Linked DNA regions of Anser cygnoides: region 2 is linked to region 1. A link is a contact called in public Hi-C data. All regions are on one chromosome and are shown on one strand. The core of a region is the stretch at or near the end of the contact, and the rest is flanking DNA. Distances in the headings are between cores, read along the strand shown. Region 1 overlaps ASH1L (ASH1 like histone lysine methyltransferase). Region 2 holds the start of MSTO1 (misato mitochondrial distribution and morphology regulator 1).

Region 1 (4,565 bases), core at 848-3,347:
ACCAGCTGAAGAGTTTGAAAGATCTGTTTGAATCAGTAAGCATAAACATTTAAGAAGCAGTTTTCAGAACTGAAGGTGTTAATTTAAATTGACAAGAACATGACCTTTCTCAATTCATTTTTGAATTAGGTCATATAACCCTGCTGCACGACTGAACCATCTGTTGGGATGCTCAGGTTCAGTTTGCAGTGCAGTGATCCTGTTCTCTTCATAAGGCCGTGACCTCAAGTTTGTTTGTAGTAGCAGACACAAACAAGCTTCTGCAATAAAGATAAGGCTGTTTTAATTGCTCTGTATTGGGTAGCTGGAGAGTAGTTTAACTGCAGAGCAGAGTTACAAGGTTTAGGACTGTGCCAGATAACTGTACTAGTGCCTACTTGATGAGGGCTGGAAGGACATTCCACATACTGCAGGCACGGTGCCAGGGCACTTGAAAGAGCCTTTTGTTTCGCCTGGTGAGGTCATAGAAGTGAAAGCAAATTCCCGGCAGATTTAGCTCTTTCCTGGAACCTGCTATGGATGAATAAAGCATTGAAAATAAAAAGTAATTTAGGAGTACATTGTAAGGAAAACAGCACAATTTTAATTTCCAGTTGTGAGGGTATGCATGTGAATTTACACAAAATCACAGTCTATTGCTGGAGGAACGTAAAGGCATTTATCACCATTTAGAAAACCTGGGAAAATCTGACATGAGACTGACACCTCATCTTTAGTCACTCTTCTCGCTACAGTTTTGTGACAATTTTCCAACAACATGCCAAGAGAACATTTTAATCTTAGCTAGAAGTAGCCTAGCACTTGTGTCAAGCCTCAGGTCTTAATATTAACAGAGCATTTATTAAGTCAGTTTCCTTCCTTTAGGAAAGGATTGGGGTGACGGTAAGTTTTGGAATAAAGACAAAATCTACAGTGAAAGCAGTGTCTCCTGTCTAAAAAGTTTCAAATATTGCTGAAAATATCCTGAAGTCATTCTGAAACAATTAGGAATGTCTTTGTCAAGTCTGAATTACTTTGGTAAAGGTTGTAGGAAAAGGTTTGGAAACTTTTCAAAACTCAAAATCTGTTTCCTTTAAGTACACTACTGTGATTTACCACCTTGTATGAATCACATATGCAGAATTTTTGTATATGTGTTTGATCTCTGTGCTAAGTCATTTTAGTATGTACACAGCTAAGGAGAAAGCATCTCCTTTGTTTGGGATTGCTGCAAGGAGTTACCAGTGTCTGCTGTATGACACAGAGCCGTCTTCAGTTTTGTCAATTATTTGCTGTTCTGTAACTTGCATTCAGTTAACCCCTCCTGGACAAACACCTGCAGGGTTCCTGGCAGGGCTCTTCAGACTTTAACTGTAACTGTTAAAGTTTAATGACACCCTTAAAGTTCAGTCATCGAAGCAGAATGCAGCTCCCCTCTGTCACCTAACTCAGCAAGCCCATCTCGTTTCTGAGACAGTAGCTTACGTGGTGTCTATACAGCTTTAAACCTCAGTGCAAAACCAGAGTAGAATGCAAAGGCTAGCAAGATGGAATGCTCTTTCCTGTGCTCGTCACTAATAAATAAAATGTTCTCGGAAGATTCTGCTATTCTGCCTTTTTGACTTTCAGACATGGAGAGGCCCTGTCAGAATTCTGGCAGTATGCCTAGGAGCAGTCCTTTTTGCCCCTTGGGGATATGTGAATATGAATGTGTACAACTTATAAACCTTTTTGTTTCAGGGAAGTATCTCAGACAAAAGAGAATTGACTTCCAGCTGCCTTACGACATCCTCTGGCAGTGGAAACACAATCAGGTACAAGATAAAAAGTTACTCGTTGCCAAGATTATGATTGGAAGTCTTGGAAAAAAAAAATAGAATTCTTGCATGAAAGCTATGTTTATATATTCTATGTATTAATGAATATTCTTATTGCTGCCACTGGGTGAGGAAAAAAGGATTTGCATATGTATTAAATGTGAAGAGTTTCCATTATTCTATCTTTTACAAAATAGCAATCCTATAGGTTTCTGCCAAAAAAGTCATTAGTTTTGCTGCAGACTTTTATTTTGGTAGTGTGCCTGCTTTCTGCAATGATCTTGTTTTAGACACGCCTCAGGAGAATTCAGATGTACTGCCAACAGCACAGAGAAATTTCAGGCCTTATTTTTCTTGGATCACTCCCAGCAGAGTGGAATTTATTTTTCACTTGCAAGCTGAAATTTTCGTACTGAGGAAAGAAGAGAAAGTGTTTAACAGTCACATTCTTTTTAAAGAGCTTTAAATATGTGCAAAACTAAAAATAGGATTTTTTTTTTTTTTTTCCCTGAGAAGTTTCCACCAAGTGATTTAACACAGGATTTAATGCTGGAAGGTAGATCTGTCCCCAGCTGTACAGCAAGAAAGCGCTCTGAGACATGTAACTTAAGCATGTGAATGAGCAAGACAAATTCCCAGGTGGTTGTGGCTCCAGCTACCTTTTGAAATACCACCAAAATGTAATCTTAAAGTAATGATAGCTCTTGACATTTCAGCTGAGGACAGTTTCTTGCCGTGTACTGAAGATTGCCTACATCTGCCTGACTTATCTGTTCAATATTGCATAAATAATGGATACATATGATCTATTTCCTTGACATTTTCCATAGCTACCTAGAATATTGAAAACCATTACAGAATAGTCTTGTTTGTACAACATTTGTATAGTTCGTACAATGCCTGTCTGCCATGTATGTTACTGATGGAAGGCTCTTAGTGCAGTACGTGGGTTATATATGTAGTAATTTGAAATTATTCCTTAAAGCTTGTCTGAAAGAATTTCCCTTTTCCCTCCAGTCATCTGCATCTGCAGAGGACGCTTTTCTAATTAGAAGATGGAATCTTCATTTCTCTTGGTTGTTACCTGTAGTCACAGTTTTGATTATCACCTTAATTTTACTTTTTCACTTTTTTTTTTAAATGTTGGCATGTGATAATTCCACCAAAGATACTTTCTCCAAAGTAGTTTTAAATAATTGTTCTTCTTTTAAATATTGAAAAAAACCAGCATTGCTCAGAATAATCCCAAAATAGTTGGTCCTCATGATAACATCTCGTTCTGTTCAGATGTTATGGAGGGAATAAGCAGTATGTTAGAAAAACTGCTTAGCTACTTCATTAAGCATAACTTCTACTTGATTGGGTACTTCTGTGACCTCTTTCTAAATGTAATCTGGGCCTAAAGAAGAGAATGCAGATATATTTCATAGAATCAAATTATCTAGTAATGATTACAAAACCTTTATATATTAACAGGACATAATTTCCCTGATTCTTTTGAATAACAGATGCAGTTATGCAATGTATTAAAATTTTCTTTCTCTTCCTTTTAGTTGTATAAAAAGCCAGATGTCCCACTTTATAAAAAAATCCGTTCTAGTAAGTAAAATCTTATTGTTACTAAAATGTACAACTGGAATTTTCATAACACTCCTCCTTTCTTTTGTGCTCTTCATCCTAACAAAGACACTTCCAACTTCTATTTTTGCTTTACGTAAGTGGATTGAAAAATTTCTAGATAGTTACATTTTTCACCTGGCAAGAATTTCCCCCCTCTCCTTTTCTTTTCCCCTCCCCTCTATAGATGTCTATGTGGATGTCAAACCTCTTTCTGGCTATGAGGCCACTACCTGCAATTGTAAGAAACCAGATGATGGCAACGGAAAGGGCTGTGTGGAAGACTGTCTTAACAGGTTAGAAACAGGTTGACTGTAAATAATAAGAGAATTTCAACATATGTATTATTTCACATAAACTAATAATATTTTAAGAAGAGAGTTGTGCTGAATGCACACCTGTTAAAAAAAATGGTTTTGTTAAAGAGCAAACATTGTAACTCTCTGCTGCAGGTATTCCTCTACCTTTTCTTCAGAGGAATATCCCAATAAAAGCTACATCTTGCTCTTTGAATATCAGTGAGAGCCGGGGTGTGAATTTTTGTGTGAATTGTGCCTCGAAAACAAGAAGCATTTTAATTATTAATTAACTTTTACTTAACAGAGGAAGGTTTTTTGCTTGTGTGATAGTTTAAAGAGTATTCTGTTTGTCTTCTTTCAACTTCTTTGTTCTTTATTTTAGGATGATCTTTGCGGAGTGTTCACCAAACACCTGCCCTTGTGGTGAACAGTGTTGTAACCAGCGGATACAGAGGCACGAATGGGTGCAGTGCCTGGAAAGGTTCCGGGCTGAGGAGAAAGGATGGGGTATTCGTACCAAAGAACCCCTGAAAGCAGGACAGTTTATCATTGAATATCTGGGAGAAGTTGTTAGTGAGCAAGAATTCAGGTAGAAATATTTATTCACTATTTTAGCATGTAAGGCTCAATAAATGACTTTAGCATCTATTATAATTGTTGGGAAATCCTAAGACAGAAATGAATGGGAGAATAATGGAAAGAAAAAAGAATGCTTTTCTGGTCACTGCCACCAGAAGGAAGGCTTAGAATTCAGCTTTCTTGATCAACCAGCTTTTTCTCAGTCAAATAGAGGAGTGATTAGTGTATGGAATGCAACATCTGCTCTGTAAATGCCAAATGCCACAAGTGAATG
Region 2 (4,759 bases), core at 193-2,692, 55 kb before region 1:
TGTGTGGTACAGTTGCTCAACCTGTTTGCTTCTTTAAGCAAATAAATGCTTCTTTAAGCAAAGAAATGCTATTCTGTAACTTTTCCTCTTGTGCCCTTGTATTAGTTCACAGACAAACCATCTACCATCAGTCTGCAGTCACGAGGGCTGCTCTGCCTTTCCAGAATTCTTTGATCTTCAGCAAGGAAACCAAAACCATCAGGACTGAACAAACCAGGTAAGACAAAAACATAACATACAGAAAGCACATGCACACCTTGACGAGAAGTGCCGAAGCTGCCCTTTCCATCAGAACAAGCATCTCCCTAAAGAAAAAGCCCAGGGAAGGTGGTTACGGGACGCTTTGCCTCTTCTTTTCGTGGACGTACAGGACAAAGCCCAACGTGTGGACACCAGACCGCGGACAGGCCTGTAGCCCCTCTGTGGGGAGGAGAAGCTGAGAGCTGGGGCTGCTCAGCCACGAGGAGGCAGCTCCGAGGGATCCCATCCACGTCCATCAATCGCTGCCGGGAGGCGCGGAGAGCAGCAGGCTCCTGCCAGCGGTGTCCAGCAGAGCCTCCACGTCGTGCCGAGGCTCTGCCGGGGCACCGGGAAGCACGGCCCGGCCGGGCAGGTGACGGAGCCCCGGCACGGGTACCCAGCGAGCGCGGAGCCCCGAGAGACCCTGGAGATCTCCGAGCGCCACCCAGACGCGGTGCTGGGCGCCCTGCTCTGCACCAGGGACGGGACCCGGAGGCGCCGCGCCGCGCCCGGGGAAACCGAGGCGAGGCCCCCGGCGCAGCCCCTGCCTCCGGCCCCGCTCCTCCCTCCCTCACCGTCCGCTGCCCGCGGTCCCGCGGCGAGGCGCCTCCGGCCGCCGGCTGCTCCACGTAGCTCGCCACGTCCCCGCGCCTGCAACGCAAAGCGGCGGCGGCTGCCGGCTGCCCCTCGGCGGCCCCGCACCGCCCCCGCCGCCGCTACTCACCAGGCCGCCGGAGCCTCCGGGCAGGCGGCGCCGCGCCCCAGCGAGCCCACGCCGCCTGCAAGAGGGGAGCAGCGGGGAGCGGGGTGGCCCCGCCGCGCCCCGGCCTCCCTCCGGCCCTCCCTCACCCCGTGCCGGCCCTCCCGGCGCTACCTTTCAGCTCCAGCGCGATGAGGCGCGGCGTGCGGCTCTCCTCCCGGCCGCCCGCGGCCCTCAGCAGGGCCCCGCTGCCGAGCTCGGCGGAGCCGCGCGGCGCCGCGGCCTGCGGGGGACGGCGAGCGGGTGAGCGCCGGGCCCCCTCCCGGTCCTTCCCGGTCCCCCCCCCCCGTCCTCCTCCCGCCGCCCACCTGCAGCCCCCACCAGTGGGAGCCCACGCAGCCCGCGTAGGGGCCCAGCTGCAGCGTCACCGCCTCCCCCGCCGCCATCGCCCCGCCGGGCCGCGGAACCGGAGGCGCGTCACGGCGCGGGCCCCCCTCCAGCCACCGACACCGAGAGCGACAGCGGGAGCGGCTCCGCCCTTTATTGATGGCGCTACAGCGGCCCCGCCAGGCGCTCCAGCTGCTGCGGGTTGGAGCCGCTCAGGAAGCGCAGCTCCTCCTTGCCGGCCTCCGTGCGCGCTGCAAGACAAGAGGGACGAGAAGGGGCGCTGAGGCTGCGGCTCCGCGGCCGGCCCCGACCCTCGGCATCCCCCCCCGGCCCGCCTCTGCCCGGCCCTCGGCCGGCTCAGGCCGCACCTTGCTCGTGCTGAAGCCATTTCCGATGGAGGTAGTAGTGGTAGCAGCTCTCAAATTCCCGCTGGCTGTAGTTGGGAACTAGGACAGGGACAAAAGGATCCAAAGCGTCGAATCCTTCCTGGAAGGGAAAGGGAAGCCTGAGAGTGCCAAAAGGAAGGCTGCCGACAGTCAGGAGCACACGGGCACAGCTTCGTGGCACTGGTGGAGCTGTCTGCAAGGGGCAAGCTCACACAGAATTAAGCAAAGGAAACTAACGATGCGCGTGATCTGAAGATGATTAAAGAAAGCCTGCAATCTTTGGACCTGAATACAGTTCCAAAACAAGGATTTCTGTTTGTTTTCTAATGTGAAAGAAAGGGAAGAAAAAAAAAAAAAAGACAACTCACCTTTCCTAGTAACTCATGGGGCAAATATGCAGAACTTGGTTTGAATAGAGAGCCAGTCTGGCTAAGCGTTGTCACAATAGCACCTCCATTCTAAAAGAGATGTAGATTACAGCATATTTTACCTGCAAACTTTGCATTTGTGAAATAGTTACAGATTCTAAACAAGTGAGGTCCTTTCTTCCCTGTTCTCACAGTTACTTCAATTCCAAAATTCTGTGTAATGGACCCAATATAATGCTCCTAAGTATGTTAATCGTGGCTATTCCAAGTATACATGCAGCACAGGAAAGAGAGCTGGTGTTTAAGTGTTGGCACTGAAACATGAATGGCATTTATGAGTAAGAATGACACCTGAAACATCGAAGAGACTTTTAAAAGAAATTCTCTGTATACATTTAAATCTGAAGACTACCTGAGAGATTAACATGCAAGGGACTGAAAAAGCAGCAGAAGGAATTAACCTCCTACAGCACGAAGTTTAACAGTTTCTAGAAACTAAAAGTTCTCATTAGTTCAACAAAATCATAAAACAAAATGTTATTAAGAGTTTTTAAAAACTGCTACCTCAGGAAGTGTGAGTCAAACTGGAGTTTGGCATTCAAGAAAATCATCACTACACATTTAAGCTGTTCTTATACTCTGGTACACACAGCTGCTGCTGGCCGATGTCAGAAACATTGATGAGATACTAACCCTAAACAGTCGCATTGTGCTTATGCTCCTCTTCACTGAAGAAATAGCACGATGTTAGTTTGCAGCTTTACACTTACCAGCACGTAGCTTTAATTGCTGCAAATAAGGCACCCGAAGGTAAAGAACAAGACTCACCCAGTTATTCATCATCATCTTCCTTAGGTTGTACACTAGTGTCAGCTCCTCTGGAGAAACCTAATGAAAATTGTCTGGTATGACTTTTTTTTTTTTTTGCCAGTAGTTTTCATCCAAGAAATAAATTCTTCTCCCCCCACTTTAAACTAGAGTGGAAATCTCTCGTGTGCATCATTTAGGTGCATTTTTTTCCTTTGCTTTTACTTAGCACTATTCAGCCCTGGTAATGTTACATGGAGAAGTGCCCAAACCTTTCCTACCAAAACACTATGTATACATCCCTTCTTCTTATTGAGAGAACTTTCTTCAGCAAAAAATGTGTAAAGAACAGCATGTATTCTGCAGGTCCCTCTGAGCTAGCAAAGCCAAACATGCATTTTACTATAGGCGACAAGCCAAATGTGTACCTTACTACGTATAAGAAGTTCTACAGTAGGGATTACTCTTGAACTTCAAACAATACACCCTCCCCTGCTCTCCCTTGCAGTACAGCTATATACACAGAAATTTCATCGGAGCAAATCACTTCTTACAGGGCTTTTGTCTTCTTTTTTTAACGTAGTCCTTCCCCAGAGCGCGTTGACGCCATCCACTGCCACAAGAACTCTAAACGAACCAAGATGACATTGCTGCTTTATCTCTTTCAGCACCACCCCTACAGCATCGCTGGCACTCCTCACTCGAGCTAAACCCTTAGAGTAGGAAAAGAAACATAACTCAGGTTGTTCTCGTCAATAGATGATGTTGGCAGCTCTGGGCACTATCTGTCCTTCCTAAGTGGTAAGGAAGATGTAACAACAGTCAAGTCTGTTCTTTCCTTTCAAAGGAGCAACCTGGTGTCATAGTAAACAACGTAGGAACTTGAAAGTTCTGATTTTTGCTTCTATTCAAGTTGGGTCTACATATCCCTTTAGAGATCCATCGCAACTTCCATTATGGTTTTTATAGTGACCTTGTTGATAGGAAAATGCCTTCCGCTTCCTAGAATACTGTTTGTAAGTTGTTTTTTTTAGAAGCAGTATTGTTTTACAAATGCAATGATGAAATTTTCTAATAAAAGGCAAGACAAAGCCAGAAATGGTTGTTACTCCTTACCTGTTCTACCACTTCACCCAGTGGTCTGCCCTGCTCCGTACTTTCTCGTTTGCCCCATACATATTTTTGTTGTGTTTTTATCTGTGTAAGAGAAGAATTAAATCAGGAATGAGGGAGCACAGAGGTAGCTTCGCAGCTCTGGATGGCAAGATTCCTGCTTCTTTTCTGGCATTAAAGTCTAGTGCAGAATCTGTGCAAAGAATTCAGCTCAAATAGCCATCCCCAGAGGGGGATTTATAGTACTTCTTTCTCTACAAAAAATTGCATTCTAGTGATGGGTAGGGTTTGTATGCAATATGAGTGCATGCATTAATACATGAAGCATTTCTCAAAAATGTGCAAGTCTAGATTTCACGTCCAGGTCTTCAAAGACTGGAAGCACATGCACATGTAGTTCCTGAGAAACAATCCTGTGGATAGTTCTTAGCTACTAACCAAGACAACTCTACAAACCTCTTTTAGAAAGTGCTCATTTGAGGTTTTGAAATTCTTGAGCCAGGAAGATGCTTGCAAAGGCTGATCAAGCCGCTCCTTTTTATAGGAAGACTGCATAAGCTCCTTGCAGTTTTTCACCCAGAGATGAGCTGTAAGCAAAAGAAAACAGTTGCCATTTTTAGTTACAATAATTGTATAAATTGGATGGAAGGGTCTCTCTCTCTTATCCTTATTCTGCTACATAGAAAGAATATGCTGAAGTCTAGGTAGACTACTTCAATAGCCTTTCCCTCATGCACCAGGTAGGTCACCTGGTCGTA

What was found. Hi-C and Micro-C count contacts between places; a contact is called where the count stands out from the background.
Region 2: a Hi-C map of liver shows a contact between it and region 1, with 2.3 times the contacts expected there. The contact joins the promoter of MSTO1 here to the enhancer-like site in region 1. A contact is called at or near these places in 2 of 7 Hi-C or Micro-C datasets (both in liver).

The regions. Positions count from the first base shown.
Region 1 is chr33:3,284,228-3,288,792 of Taihu_goose_T2T_genome, reverse strand. ASH1L (ASH1 like histone lysine methyltransferase) reads left to right here. Exons shown (of 28, transcript XM_066985888.1): 8 at 1,720-1,793; 9 at 3,350-3,395; 10 at 3,601-3,709; 11 at 4,095-4,301. Among named protein-coding and RNA genes, the nearest start is that of RUSC1, 28 kb to the right of the region's middle. Within about 2 kb of position 2,097, at least 2 of the 3 cell types and tissues checked have open chromatin away from gene starts, as enhancers often do. A contact at or near this core is called in liver, where this site is marked.
Region 2 is chr33:3,338,756-3,343,514 of Taihu_goose_T2T_genome, reverse strand. It overlaps MSTO1 (misato mitochondrial distribution and morphology regulator 1), which reads right to left and starts at 1,442. Exons shown (of 14, transcript XM_066985904.1): 1 at 1,309-1,442; 2 at 1,115-1,223; 3 at 965-1,019; 4 at 816-891; 5 at 257-305. The coding sequence starts at 1,386. DAP3 (death associated protein 3) reads right to left here. Exons shown (of 13, transcript XM_066985908.1): 8 at 4,458-4,588; 9 at 4,005-4,085; 10 at 2,910-2,969; 11 at 2,082-2,171; 12 at 1,696-1,813; 13 at 1,462-1,578. The coding sequence ends at 1,493.